Linked DNA regions of Gossypium hirsutum: all the other regions are linked to region 1. The links are chromatin contacts, called in public Hi-C maps. All regions are on one chromosome and are shown on one strand. The core of a region is the stretch at or near the end of the contact, and the rest is flanking DNA. Distances in the headings are between cores, read along the strand shown. Region 1 holds the start of LOC107893908 (auxin-responsive protein SAUR50). Region 2 holds the start of LOC107903715 (tRNA-dihydrouridine(47) synthase [NAD(P)(+)]-like). Region 3 holds the start of LOC107903712 (auxin-induced protein 6B).

Region 1 (4,660 bases), core at 1,109-3,608:
TGTTAAGACCTTTACAGAAGGAAATCATCCCTATAAACACCTTGCTCAATTTGGAGAAGGAATCCTCTTACTCTCGATCAGCTCCTTCTACCTCTCAACCAAACCAAAATCAACAAAATCTCTTTTACGGAGAGCACTACCGTGTGAACCGTTACATAAACCTCCTACCTCAATTCTCCCTCTAACAGTTATAACACCTTTCTGATTGATTATCTCAACTTTAAAGCCTTAGCTTATGTCATCTTATCAAAGACTATGTAGAGATGACAAGAAAATGTAACATAAACGCGAACCAAAATAGAATCTTATTTAAACAAAATTATAACATAAAAAAATAACAGGATTTCCAGATCTATATATATCAGAATATAGGTGCAATGGTATAGAAAATATTGGCATAAAATGAAGTTATCTTTTAAGTACTGGACTACGACAATATCTATCAGTTTTGAGGGGACTCCGATAAAAGATTCCAAAGAGAGCAGTTTACAGTTTTGAGTGATGGTAGGGTAAAAGTATGTGTTGTACAGTTTGAAGTAGTTGGGGAATTATATCACAGGACCTTACCATGTTGTCTTTTACAAGAGAGCTTGGAAGGAGGCAAGAGTAACATGGCCTTCATGTGCTAAACAAAAGCCAAAGTCCTTTTCAACCATAAAAGTGAAAATAATTTGCCTCTTAGACCTTTCTTGGCTCAACAAACCACACCGTCTTTCGGTGATCATCGGTGGGCCTTTCTCGTCTCCTGTTTATTCTCAAACCATTTCTCTCCGAACCAATCTCATTTACAGAACATGCAAGTGTCTTTCATGGACTGTGACTCATGGGGTAATCCATTTGCTGTTTTTTTTTTTTTCAGTAAATCTTGAATTGATCCCTCAACCTGTCAATATAAAAACAACTTGATTTTGCCCTTCTTTTCAGTTGGTCAACATTTTAGGATTATAAGGAAGATTCGGGTTAAGTTTGAAAAACGCAACTATATGTTGCATATTAGTATCAATTAAGACCTTCAAACCAATGTACTTACGTTTGTTCTAGTGCCTTGTTGGGGTTTTAAGGATCTGTTTTGTCATGAAAACGTTTAGGGGGTCTTAGCCTGAGGAAAACAAAAAGAAAAAACCAAATCAGACACTACATCTATTGCCATTTTGGAACACTTTGTGAGCCTCAGAACATGGAGGCATTTGAAGAATAGCAATTATTGTCTCTAAAACTATATAAAAAAATATATTTCCTTATTTTTTAAGTGGTGGAGATTTCAGACAGGACCACATTCAAAAGAAAACCCATCGGCCCTTTGGGACATTCTTTTCCAAACTGCACCCAACACTCAAGGGGCTTTTATGCCCTGGCATGTTTGGCTTAATTTCAATTTTTTTGATTAAAAATGGCTAACTGAATTGAAATGCTGACCATGTAAGGAAAAAAAAAAGCAATTCTATGATCAAAACCTGCAAATGTAACAGTAATTAAAAAACCACATGGGTTTCTGCAAAAAGCCTTTGGATACTGCATGCAGTGAAAATTTGTTGTGTTTTTTGTGCCTTTCAGACTCAGGACACAGAATCACAAGCCAAAACAATCACAAATATCCAAAACCAACAAAACTGTTGTACAGTACTCTCCAGTACACTTACAATCGGTCCCCGATTTCAGGTAGAAACACACACAGAGATGAACCAAGGCAAACTCCTTGTAAATTATAAAGAACTATAGTAAAAGGACTAAATGCATTAAAAATGCATTCTACATTGTGTTAGGAAATATATTACAAAACCAAATTGTTAGTATTGAAAGGATAAATAAATTGAGTATAAATAAATAAAATAATCCATGTGTCATTGAAGTACTGATAGATATATTTGTATAGTGAACATTATCCTCCAAAAAACAAAAAATAATAGAAGATTTTTCTGGACCGGAAAAAAAAATTCTAAAAACAGAACAGAAATTTTATTAAAAAAATAAGCACCAAAAGCGAAGCAGCAATAGCACATGTATTGGCCGTTTACTCTTAATTACTCAATATAATAAGTAATACTCTCTTACAAAATTTTTTCTCAAACTAATATGGAATTACCCGCATTGTACTACCAACACCTTGTACAAATTTTAACAAAAAAGAAAAACAAAAACATCAAGTTGCAGTGGCTATTTAATTCTACGATATCAACATTAGAAGTAGCTAAATCAGAAGATAGGGAAAGAGGGACCATTTTGTCATTAGGAGGACCAACAAAGAATAGAAATTCAAATGGGGTGGTTTGGCTCCCATCATGTCCTTTACACATATAACACACACATACATACATACCCTAATAACACCCGTGGCTTGTCCCTTTAGGGTTTGCCCCCACAGTCCCACATGACCCTTGAGGCTTAGCCTCAACTATCCATAAATAAATAACCCGCCATCTCCCCCTCCCAATCCTCCCATCCCACTACACCTTCTATTCTACTACCACTTCCACACAACAACAGCAATGGCAATTAGAAAACCATCCAAACTGCCTCAAACCGCAGTTCTGAAGCAAATCCTGAAGAAATGTTCAAGCTTAGGCAGGAAACATGGATATGACGAAGATGGGCTCCCACTTGACGTACCAAAAGGTCACTTTGCCGTTTACGTTGGTGAAAACAGAAACAGATACATCGTCCCTATCTCATTCTTGACCCACCCTGAGTTCCAATGTTTGCTTCGACGAGCGGAGGAAGAGTTTGGGTTTAACCATGATATGGGCCTTACCATCCCTTGTGAAGAAGTTGTTTTTCGCTCTCTTGCATCTATGCTTAAATGAAAATGGGAAAAAAGAATATATTGAGTTGCGAAATGAAGGGGTTCTGCCTTTGCATTTTTGGAGAAAGATGGCCAAGAGAAGCATAGCAACCATATATATTGAATAGCTAGTTTCTCTTTTTTCTAACATCATTTCTTCATTGTGATTCTTGATCCCTTTTGGGGTTCTTTCTTTTCTTTTTACTACTTCGAACCCGGGGTTTTTAATGTTTTATTAATTAGTTATTAGTGACTCTAACTAGACCTAAGAATTATAACATTTTCTGGGTCCAACCATTTGTATAAACTTGTGTTTCCTCACAAATTTTGTGAGAGAAGTTGAATGTTAAGGAAACAACCTTATTTTATCTTCCCATGCAAATCAGGTAAATATTTTCTTTATAATTATTATTATTAATTATAGCTTAGCTCTAGGTCGGGAAAAGCATAATCCTGAGTCAAACTCAAAACCAAAGCGGAGGACATGTAATGTAAGGAAAAAGAAAAAAATTAGAATCAGCAACTTGTCTGAGAATGTGGAATCACAGGTTTCTTTTGTTCAACTGTTGTTCATAAGATATTTATACTTGGGTCATTATGTTTTTTTGTTTCTTTCTTTTCATGCCTGATTAGTGAAGGAAGAATATGGGTTTAAAATCAAATGTGCTAAATTTGAAAAAACTAGAAGAACTATTCTCATTCAAATAATGATACAAAATCAATTTTTTTAAATATTTGTTTATTTCAACTACTCATTAAAATTATCTTTATTATCACATAATATAATTTGAAATAAATGTTTCATGCAAGAAATTTCCTCGAAAAAGCAAAGGCATCATGATTGCATCCATATTTCATTCTCACGTATTAGTTGACTACTGGGGTATGCTCTTTACTCCATTAATGATGATTTTATCTGATCTAATCCTCAGCCAACATTAATTATTGCATTTGATACATCGCTCTCATTCTAAATACTAACCCCTTCAATCTTTTAAATCCAAGACTTTTCACTCTCTTCGAAGGTGTATAAATTTACTATATAAGATTAATGCATCATACTTGCTTTAGAGTATTTGGCGTAACACACGCAAAAGCTTTCAAAATAATTAATTTTAATTCACTTCAATCTCCTCAAAAGTTATAAAATAGTAAAATTTATAATTCAATTATAATATTTATAAAATTACATGTGTATCATTATTTTTATTTTAAATACTTTCATTTTTTAACCTTAGTTTAATTATAATATTTCATTATTTTAAAAATGAATCAAATTTTTCATAGATTATAAATTGAGATACTCATTTAAAAAAAAGTATAATTAAAGTATGGTTATGTTCGTTTCACAATTCATGAAACTTAATTTTTTTGGTGTTCGTGACTACCCCTCCCAATATTGTTATCTTCAAGGTTTGAACCTGAGTTCTCTTCATGGGAATGCAACATGCTTTACCACTATCTTATCTTTACATTTTTCCCAAACTTCGTCCCTTAAAGTATTTGGACTCCTTCAAGTTTGGTCATTATTTTTTGTTTTAACCATCATTTGCCTTTCTCTCTTAGCCACAAAATTTATCCAACTTGACATCCACTCCTATTCAATATAACTACCTTAAGGTCAGCTACTATACCAACTTGTTCGAAACGTATAATAGTGATACTTCAAATCTTATTACTCAAGCTATCAATACATGCACTATTTAGCAGATGAAAGACACATTGTGCTTGGAGTTGATGATAGAGGAGGTGTCTTTTTTCATATTAATCCTATAATGCATTAAACATTGATGGTATGCCCAATCTATTTTGTCGTATTTTTGGCATATTGTTGGTGTTGAGGTTTTGAGTTCTATCTAGAGTTACTAAGGGTAACCTCCC
Region 2 (4,660 bases), core at 934-3,433, 210 kb before region 1:
ACTGCAAAAACCGAGTTGAATCAGTAGCTTGGTCTCTGGGAAGCTTTGAAAACCCATGATACCCCCGTTTCTCTTCACCTCGGGTATTCATTAGTTTTCAACGTCCCGACTTCGGAGGATTTCAACCTGCATCAGATATTCTCCATCTTTAGATGATGGGACGAAGTAAAAACATACATCAGCTTGAATAATCATAATATCGGTTATAATCAAATCTTTTTAATTTATTTATTTATGATAGATAAATCATTTTGGAATGTAAGCATTAAGTTGACATACAGGATTTGTTTCATTAACATTACAAGAGTTGATCTTTAACTCTTCTGTTATATTCTTTTTTTTATTTAATTCTCTTCTCATTTCAGTAAAAGAGTTTGGGCATTTCATTTGAGCGACTCTGGTTTTTTTCTTTTGCAGTTTGTTCTATCAATTGATTTTCGATGTACTTTGGGTATTTGCACAAGTTGAGTTTTATTGCACCAAAATGTAGCAAAACCAAACTTGTGAACTGAGAGAGAAAGAAAGCTAGTGTTTTCATCCCATGTATGTGTTTAATCATTCACTAAGCAGGCAGTGTGATAAGATTGGGACTTGGAAGCAATTAATCTGAAATCTTTCTTTTTAAAATATCAGATCAGCAAAAACTTTTATCACAGAAGAGCTTTCTTTGGCATATTCAGAGCATAGTTTCTTGTTCATTTGTAAAAAGTTTGAAACTTACAGAACATTTGGTTGGCTGGCATGAATAGCGAACCCATTCTGGGTTTATTCCAAGGGGAATAATTATTCCATAATTTGGTTTAATAAATTCCTTATTCAGCCGATTTAGAATTTATATCTCATTACCGACAATAACGAATTACTATTCTTCATTCTTACTAAAGAATGGCTGTTCCGCACAACAGCGAATAGCATTTATATATATTTAAAATTTTACCCTCATCATTTCAAGTTAAACCAAGACAACTTTTGTTAAATTTGATTTGGTTTTTTCAATATCATTCTCACTACAGAGGCAATAAAACAACTTTTTCGGTTTTTTCTATTTAAGATTAGCACTAAGGATTTTAAGCCTTTAAATTTTAGGAGTTCACAACAATTAAGAAAACCAAAATGAAGACTTGGAGCGATGGAAGACCACAAAAAATGCAACGGAAGCTGAAGATTATTTTTGTAATCAAAGTTTATTGTTATTTTGTTTTTTGAAAAATCCAGTAGAAAATAAAAAAAGAAGTTACAAGAAATCTGTGATGAAATTCCATAAAGCCTTGACGATGGTTGATAGTGACAATGAGATCAGTTGCCACGATGATGAGTTAAGAATGGAAACATTCTGAACAAATCAAAGTTGGTCAATTAAATTAAATTAAAAAAAAAACCAGGTAGAACTCCAAAAAAAGAAGAAAGAGATAAAAGTAATATTAAAATAAAAATTTTATACTTTTATAAGTAGGATTTTAATAATATTTCTAAATTTTTAAATATGATTTTTAGATTTATTTTTGAAAATTAAATAAATTATTGGTAAATAATGTTATTATTATTTAATGTAAAAGGTGAAATTATTCATTTTCAAATAGTATGTTTTGACATAATATTTATAAATTTATTAAGAAATGAATAATATATTATACTATTAAGTATATTTATAATATATATTACTAAATTGTAATATTTAAATTTTCTACATATATTATTTTTATGAATTATATCAATTTTAATAATAATAGAATAATAAAAATATTATTATTTAATTTAAGGATCATAATATCGTTGAACACTTATTACTTTTCTCTTTCTTACTATCAATCTAGCCAGCTTAATACTATTACTTGTTTATTCTATTCAATCAACTAAACAATATAATATCTATTATTTTTATATTCTATTTCTACACATAATTAATACATTCCTAATTTATTCTATTTTATTAAACCAAACATGGCGATTGGATGGTAGAGTGGCTTAAGAGGTTAGACTCAAGTTCATGGTATGGCTTTAAATCTTTCTAATAATATTATCCTTTCCCTTTTAGATGAAACGACGCCGTTTGCTTTTTACTCTCCACCAAAACACGGCCTCGTTTTCGTCCTCACTCTCCTCATGAAAACGGCATCGTTTGCTTCTCAGGATAACAACGACATCGTTTTGTTTCTCACCGTCCGCGTAGTAAAGGCGCGGCACTTTTGCCCTGTGAATATGTGGTTACCCACGTTATGTACACTTACAACAACAATCCCACTGAACATAAACCCTAATCAGGAGCCACTCCTCGTTACTGGAAACAGAGCTTTAATCACTGCAGGAGATTGACAGGGAACTGAGTGCCCTCACCCAGCGAACTCGCCATCGATGGATGACTGTCCGAAAGATATCTGTGCGGTTACAGACTCTTCGACGGAAGGGGTCCCGGCTTCACAGCCGCCTTTGGACCCGAATGGAACTACTCAACGTTCACCGGAAGAGTTAGTAGCTCGAGCCATTGCACCTGTAAAGCGAGAGTTTCTTCGACCTCCACCATCCTCTAGAACCACCCAAAACAACCCCGCCTCTGACACCAACGTCAAGCAACCTCAGGCAAACGTTGTCCAGGAAAAGAAATCGAAGCGGCAACTCAAACGAGAGCGTCGTCAGGTCCCAATTTTCTTAACCTGATCTGTTTCCCTTTACAAAAGCAATTGTTATTTGCCGGCAGGGAAAAAAATCTTTTTTTTTTGTTGTTGTTGTTGTTGTAGTAGTGGAATGTAAATTGAAAAGTGATCGTTGAAGATTTGTTTTTCTCCTTCAGGAGCAAAATTCTCCTTTGAATCTATGTCCTGAGATAGCAAAGACGGGAGATGTCAATGCATGTTCTTATAAAGATAAATGTCGTTTCAGCCATGACATTGAAGCCTTTATGGCTCAGGTATTTGAATACCCATTTCCTGACTTTATAATTTGATCAAATCTTGCTAATTGGGTTTTTTTAATAGTTTTTTTTTTGTATGTAGAAACCGGCTGATCTAGAGGGTGACTGCCCATTTATAAAAGCTGATGCACCCTGCCCTTATGGTTTAGCCTGTAGATTTGCAGGCACGCATAAGGATAATGCTCCCATTGCTACTTCTAATTTATTGAAGAAAAGCTCTGAAGTCAATGGACTAAGCAAAGATGTTCAGAAGCTTTTGTGGAAAAACAAAATGCGCTTTACTAAAGCGGATGCTGTAGTTAAATCTCTTGGACTGGCGGTACAATGAAATAATTCTTTTATTGGTCCTTATTTCTTGCATTTCTGTTCATTCCATCTTGTTTTATAATCATTATGGTTTATTGTTAGTAACTTGTTATCAACGCGATAATTCAGGGGCCCAACTGGAAAGTAAAGAAGCTGGTAGATAAGGAGGAAGACGAAGTTGGTTTAGATGGTTCTCATGCTGCTGATGAGACCAATTGCAAAAAGGTGCTTGATGATTCAGTTGACTGTTCTGAGTGTCCTTCAACATTTCCAGCAGCAGTTAATGCTGAGGAGGCATGTGAAACTGATGAGTTGAGACCCTTGAAGAAGGCCAAGTTACTGGTTGATGAAAAGTGCTCTGATGAAGGGGAAGGTGATAGACTTCTTGTGGATTTTTTATTCTTTACTAATTTTTGAACTGATTAATCTAGTCTGTAACTCAGTTGTGTAAATTGACAGATGCAACTGTTTTGGAGAATGATAATGAAAAAAATTCTGCTGAAACTGAACTGGCAGATAATGTACTTGCAGAACCTGATAGGAGCCCCAAGATATGTAATTTGAAAGATGCGACTGTTCTTGAGAAGTATAATGAAAAAAAATCTGCTGAAACTGAACTGGCTGATGATGTACATGCAGAACCTGATAAGAGCCTCAAGATACACCCTCGTGAAAAGATGCTTATTGATTTTAGAGAGAAGTTGTATCTTGCTCCTCTAACCACAGTTGGGAATCTTCCTTTTCGTAGGGTTTGCAAAACACTGGGAGCAGATGTGACATGCGGTGAAATGGCAATGTGCACCAACCTTTTGCAGGTATGCATATCACAACTGCCTAGTGATTTTTGGATCAGGGGCAAACTGCTACTTTTTCCTTCCAATAAGTGTCAGAAATTGAAATAATGGGCTGCGGTTAGCCAGTTAAAGTATACCCAAGGGAACGAATAGGCATAATTTTTTTTCTCAGCAAGGCATCCCAAATAAGAAACTAGTGATGTCTTGCATTAACTGGTTTGCTATTAGAATATACATCTTGATTGGAAGCTAACAGTTAGTAGTTGAACTTCTTTTTGGCTAGCTCTTCTGGTGGCCCTTTCTTGTTTTTTACATTTGTTATTACTATAAAAGTGCTTTCTGTGCTTCATATGTTTCTCCGTGGCGCTTATCCTGTGGCAACAGGGTCAAGCTTCAGAATGGGCTCTGCTGAGGCGACATTCATCCGAGGATTTGTTTGGAGTCCAGATATGTGGGGCATATCCTGACACTGTAGCACGTACTGTTGAACTTATAGAAAAGGAGTGTACGGTGGACTTCATTGACATTAATATGGGGTGTCCAATTGATATTGTTGTTGATAAGGGTGCTGGATCTTTTCTTCTCACAAAACCATTACGTATGAAAGGAATCATTCAAGCAGCTTCTGGCACTGTAGATAAGCCTATAACTG
Region 3 (4,660 bases), core at 963-3,462, 140 kb before region 1:
CGGCATGTTAATCAGCGCTGGATGAAGGAGGTGTGTAATAGTGAACGGTAAGCTGGATTATCCCATATATTTAGAGATGCTAATAAGGTTAGCAAACATGTACTGAAGCATTATCAGGAAAAAAGATTATCCCATATATTTGCACTACTCCTCCATATCTGTAAATTTATATCAATGGTTACTCAGAATGATTGAGTTAAGTCTTTTATCTTCAAAAGTTTTGGTGCTTACTTAATCCCTCCCAAAATTTTCGCTCTTTTTACTTTTTTTAATGGATAGTGGGATTCCTTTATTATGATTGAAATCATTCTTCAAAATTTTATAAAATTGAGATCTGATTTACTAATAAAGCTGTTTAGAACTTAAAAAAAAAAAGATAATAATAAAAAATCTCAACTATATGTTGATGGTCTTAACCTCCGAGTTAGGTGAAAAATGAGATGTGCAGCAAAGACAAAGTGGAAGCTAACCTGAAAAGATTCAACTGGTTTTAGTTTAATATAGTAAAACTGAAAGTTGCCTTTGCTTCACCCTTCAACCAAACATCATTCCACGCTTCTTCTGCTAATTTTATTTGTCTATAGAAACAGATACCCATAGAATAAGTTTGAAATAAAAGCAGGCCCCAGCATATATTCCCTAAATCTTGGATTATTGCTTATTTTAATCAGGATTACTGCCTTAAAACAAAAGCTAGCGAGGGAGACAAAACATGAAACGGCCACAGCATGTTTTCTTTATAATTGCCTTCTTTTCATCATAGTTTTTTTTTGGGGGGGGGGGCGTAGATGATGAACATTGTTGTTTGCTCATAATTCATATAAATATCATCTTGTAGCTAGCACAGGCAACCAGTTATGATTTAATTAATTAACTCTATATATATTGTTAGTGGAAAATAATGTAGTTGCATGGAGGAGGTTAGTAGTAGGATTTTGACATGATACAAGGTTTTTGTATTTTAAAGACACACAGAATCTAATCCAATCATATCATTATAACTATCAACCAAATGTCAAAAAGGGTTACAATACTTAAAATAAAAAATAAAAAAATCTCATATTAGTTCACTTTTTAAAAAGTTCTCTGCTTTTTTTTTATTAAATATCAAGTATTTATTTATTTTGTTTCATCTTCCCTTTAAACTTGTTTTTTTTATATTAATAACTTATTTAAGGCTAAGTTAAAAATTAAAAGTTTGTTTTATTTATATAAAAGTAATTAGAATATTTTTTTTCACTTTATTTATTCCTTGTATATTTTTCTCTACTTCTCATGCAATTTTTATTAAAATTAATATAAAAAAATATGTACAATAAAAAACTCGGGATCATGAGCAAAATTAGGAAAGTCTCTTTTTACATTTTTAATTATATACTCCTACTAATATATTTTTCTTTCTTTTATTAATTTAGCTCATATTTTTTTTATAAACTACCAAGTTTATTAAATTATTAATGAGTTTATATTTTGGTCACTTAACTTCAAAAAGCTAAAATTGATTACTGAAATTTTCAAAAGTTTTGGTTTAAGTCATTAAATTATTTGGAAGATTTTATTCAAGTCACCGGATTATTAAGTATTTTTCTTTTTAAAAGTCTAACTAGTAAGTTTCAAGCGATAGTTCCACAATCGATACGGTGGATCAATACGCTCGACAAGTATAATAACATACATTAACTCTAAGTTAATTTGACAGTCAATGTTGAAAATTAGAGAAGAAAACTGTTTGAATTTTGCTTCACAAATTAGCAACATTAAAAATTGTTTCATGAAAAAAAATTAAACTATAAAAGAGAAAGGGAATGAGATGTTTCGATTGGTGTAGACAATGTGATAAAAAAAAAGTCATATAACAACAATTTTAATAGCCTAACAACTTAAATGATCAAAATATAAATTTACCTTAAATTTAATTTATCAATTTCTTTTCAATTCAATTGAAGTCCACACAAACGCTATGAAGATTAATAATTATTTCTCAATTAAATTTTAAATCAGAAATTTAAATAATAATATAAATAGATAATGCACCACTATCAAGAAACTAACTAAACACTAAAGAAATTATGCTTTAATGAATTAAAAAATGGATTAAAGCTAGCTAAAGTCCCATTACCTTACTGTGGATCACATGGCCATGATACCCATGGAAACAGCAGACACAATCTCGTAATTATCTCAAAGTCCAAGGGCAATATCTCTTATCCTTGACCTTATAATACCTCCCTCCGCCCTAAACTTTTAACTCACAAGTAAATTTTATTTTTTCTCACGCCACCGAAGACTTCCTTCTTCTACTGCACTTTTTTTCTTTCTCTCACTTTCTCGGAAAGTATTCTCTTTTCCTTTTAACGTTCCTTGCTCATTTTCTGTCACTTCCTTGGGAAAAGAATGTATCACGGAATGGGAAAATGCCAGAAAATTCGTCAGATAGTTCGGATCCGACAAATGCTGAAGCAGTGGCGAAGGAATGCCCGGATAACGGCCAACAACAACAATAACGGACACGCGCCGTCAGATGTTCCTGCTGGACACGTGGCGGTCTGCGTGGGCACCAGTCTCAGGAGATTTATCGTACGCGCGACGTACCTTAACCACCCCATGTTCAGAAAACTCCTGGTACAAACTGAAGAGGAGTACGGTTTCAACAACGTTGGACCGTTAACCATCCCATGCGACGAGTCGTTGTTCGAGGAGATTCTCCGAGCCGTATCCCGATCCGACTCGGGCCGGTTCTCCACATTCGAGGTTCTTCAGAGATGCTGCCAAGTCGGCATGAAGAATAAACTCGGGGGTTTAGGCGAATCTCGACCGTTGCTTCATGGGGTCGCCGATAAATCAGTGTACTAAAAGCTAATGCAAGCATATAATAAAAACGACAGATCCTCCTTGGTTGACTCAACCAGAGTTGGAAGCGCTAACAGTTTTACTGAGTTGATTAGGTTTCATTATGATTTATTAGAGTGATTAGTGGGTAATTTTGAAGTTCTTTTCCTTACAATGATTATGAAGGAGATGGCAAAGAGGGATTGTTTTTACCGAGTCATCCCGAGTGGAAAAGAGTGACGAAGCTTAAGCATAATTTATTTATTATTTCCATATTGTAAATCCAATGACTTTGAGTTATTATTTTTTGAAATTTTAGAGATATTATATATAATTTGTTTTTTTTTAATTTTTATTTTTTTGTGAGAGAATATAATATAAATTGTAATTTATATGAGCATTGCAATTTTTTTTAAAATTTTTTTTATAGTTTCACTTATATAAAGCTACAAGGTATACATTATAATTGCAAATGATGGGTTGAACCTTTTAGCATTGCAATTTTAGATACCCACAATGCAATTATCATTAAAAGAGGTTAAGAGAATAATACTTTAAAATGGAACCACAATGCTTAAGAATAAATAATTTTTGATTCAATTAAAATAAATTTATAATTAGTAAGAATATACAAAATTTATCAAACTTGCCTGGTGAAAATTTCAAAATTAAATGGTTAAGATCCTTGGTGTTTGAAATTGAAGTTGGATAATGATGATGTATATTGACAAAAGGAAATTTAGTAATGGTACGAGATGCTAAATGTTGTTTTCCATTATAGTAAAAAGTAAAAATTGAAATGCTCAGACAGACGTAACTTTCTAATCCTATAGTGGAACCTTTATAAAGGGAAGATAAGATTAATGTATTAATTAGCTGATGAAAAAGTGTGGAAAAAGAAAAAAAGTGATGATAAGGAAAATGAAATTTGATATTATTACTTTTTCTAATAATCATGGAAATAGCAATGTGATTCATCCAATTACAATTATGCTATTTGGGTGGTTAGGTTATTCATCAAATCACCCTGCCTTTTTGTTACAACATGGAATGAAAGGTATCACGATTTACATGTAAAGGCTGTAAGGAGTCGTTGTAATGGGTGTGATTTATATCCAATTTGTGCTCACAGTCGTTAATCTTGGTACATGATACCCTTCATCAGAGTGGCTTTAATAGATATATCCAAGCTTGAGGTGGGCTCCCTTTCATGATGACTTATGTTGGGTTAGATCAAAATGGGTTTGATTTGACCTTGTAACATGAGGAGTGGGCTGGATGTAATTGCTTTCGGGGTTGATAAACTTGCAGCGTTACAATCATTAAATGAAATTGGATTTGACATGACAAATCCCTTGATGACACTTTGGCATCGCCTATCAAGTTATCTGTGCTGGCATGTCATCTTGGAAGTGTTGTGGCATAAAGGGTGCCGTTGTGTAAATATATAACAATTGTCCCTCTTGATCCGTCATAATTTGATATATCAAATTAGGCTCTTCATTATACTAGATGAGCCTATGTTCAAGCAATTTAAGTGTACTTTCTTTACTTTTGTTATTAATAAATGATTTTATTAGTTTTATACCCTCTTGAGACAAAAATTGGCCAAATGGTGTCATGGGGAACCTAACGACGTGATTGAGTTGGTGTAGGAAGTCGATAATGGCCCGAAATCGAGGAAATCATCATTCAGACTGGATACTACGAATTGAGGTTATGGAAGTCGTGATACCCATAAAGGTGCTAAAGTGAAGAAAATTGAGGTCAAACGCAGTGATATCCTGACACTTAGGATGGGTATCGCGACACCGGGACCCCCAATTTTGAT

Evidence for each region. A called contact is a pair of places that touch in the nucleus more often than the background predicts.
Region 2: a contact with region 1 is called in a Hi-C map of leaf, with 2.0 times the contacts expected there. The contact joins the promoter of LOC107903715 here to the promoter of LOC107893908 in region 1. A contact is called at or near these places in 3 of 34 Hi-C or Micro-C datasets (callus and leaf).
Region 3: a Hi-C map of leaf shows a contact between it and region 1, with 2.9 times the contacts expected there. The contact joins the promoter of LOC107903712 here to the promoter of LOC107893908 in region 1. A contact is called at or near these places in 14 of 34 Hi-C or Micro-C datasets (anther, callus, hypocotyl and 2 more).

What each region holds. Positions count from the first base shown.
Region 1 is chrA13:43,324,001-43,328,660 of Gossypium_hirsutum_v2.1, reverse strand. LOC107893908 (auxin-responsive protein SAUR50) reads left to right here and starts at 2,358. Exons shown (of 1, transcript XM_016819054.2): 1 at 2,358-3,147. The coding sequence starts at 2,487. The coding sequence ends at 2,801.
Region 2 is chrA13:43,538,646-43,543,305 of Gossypium_hirsutum_v2.1, reverse strand. LOC107903715 (tRNA-dihydrouridine(47) synthase [NAD(P)(+)]-like) reads left to right here and starts at 2,183. Exons shown (of 10, transcript XM_041086141.1): 1 at 2,183-2,634; 2 at 2,789-2,905; 3 at 2,991-3,227; 4 at 3,344-3,587; 5 at 3,746-4,029; 6 at 4,393-4,660. The coding sequence starts at 2,353. It overlaps LOC107903717 (bZIP transcription factor 29), which reads left to right. Exons shown (of 5, transcript XM_016829861.2): 5 at 1-391. The coding sequence ends at 27.
Region 3 is chrA13:43,460,820-43,465,479 of Gossypium_hirsutum_v2.1, reverse strand. LOC107903712 (auxin-induced protein 6B) reads left to right here and starts at 2,212. Exons shown (of 1, transcript XM_016829857.2): 1 at 2,212-3,156. The coding sequence starts at 2,395. The coding sequence ends at 2,853.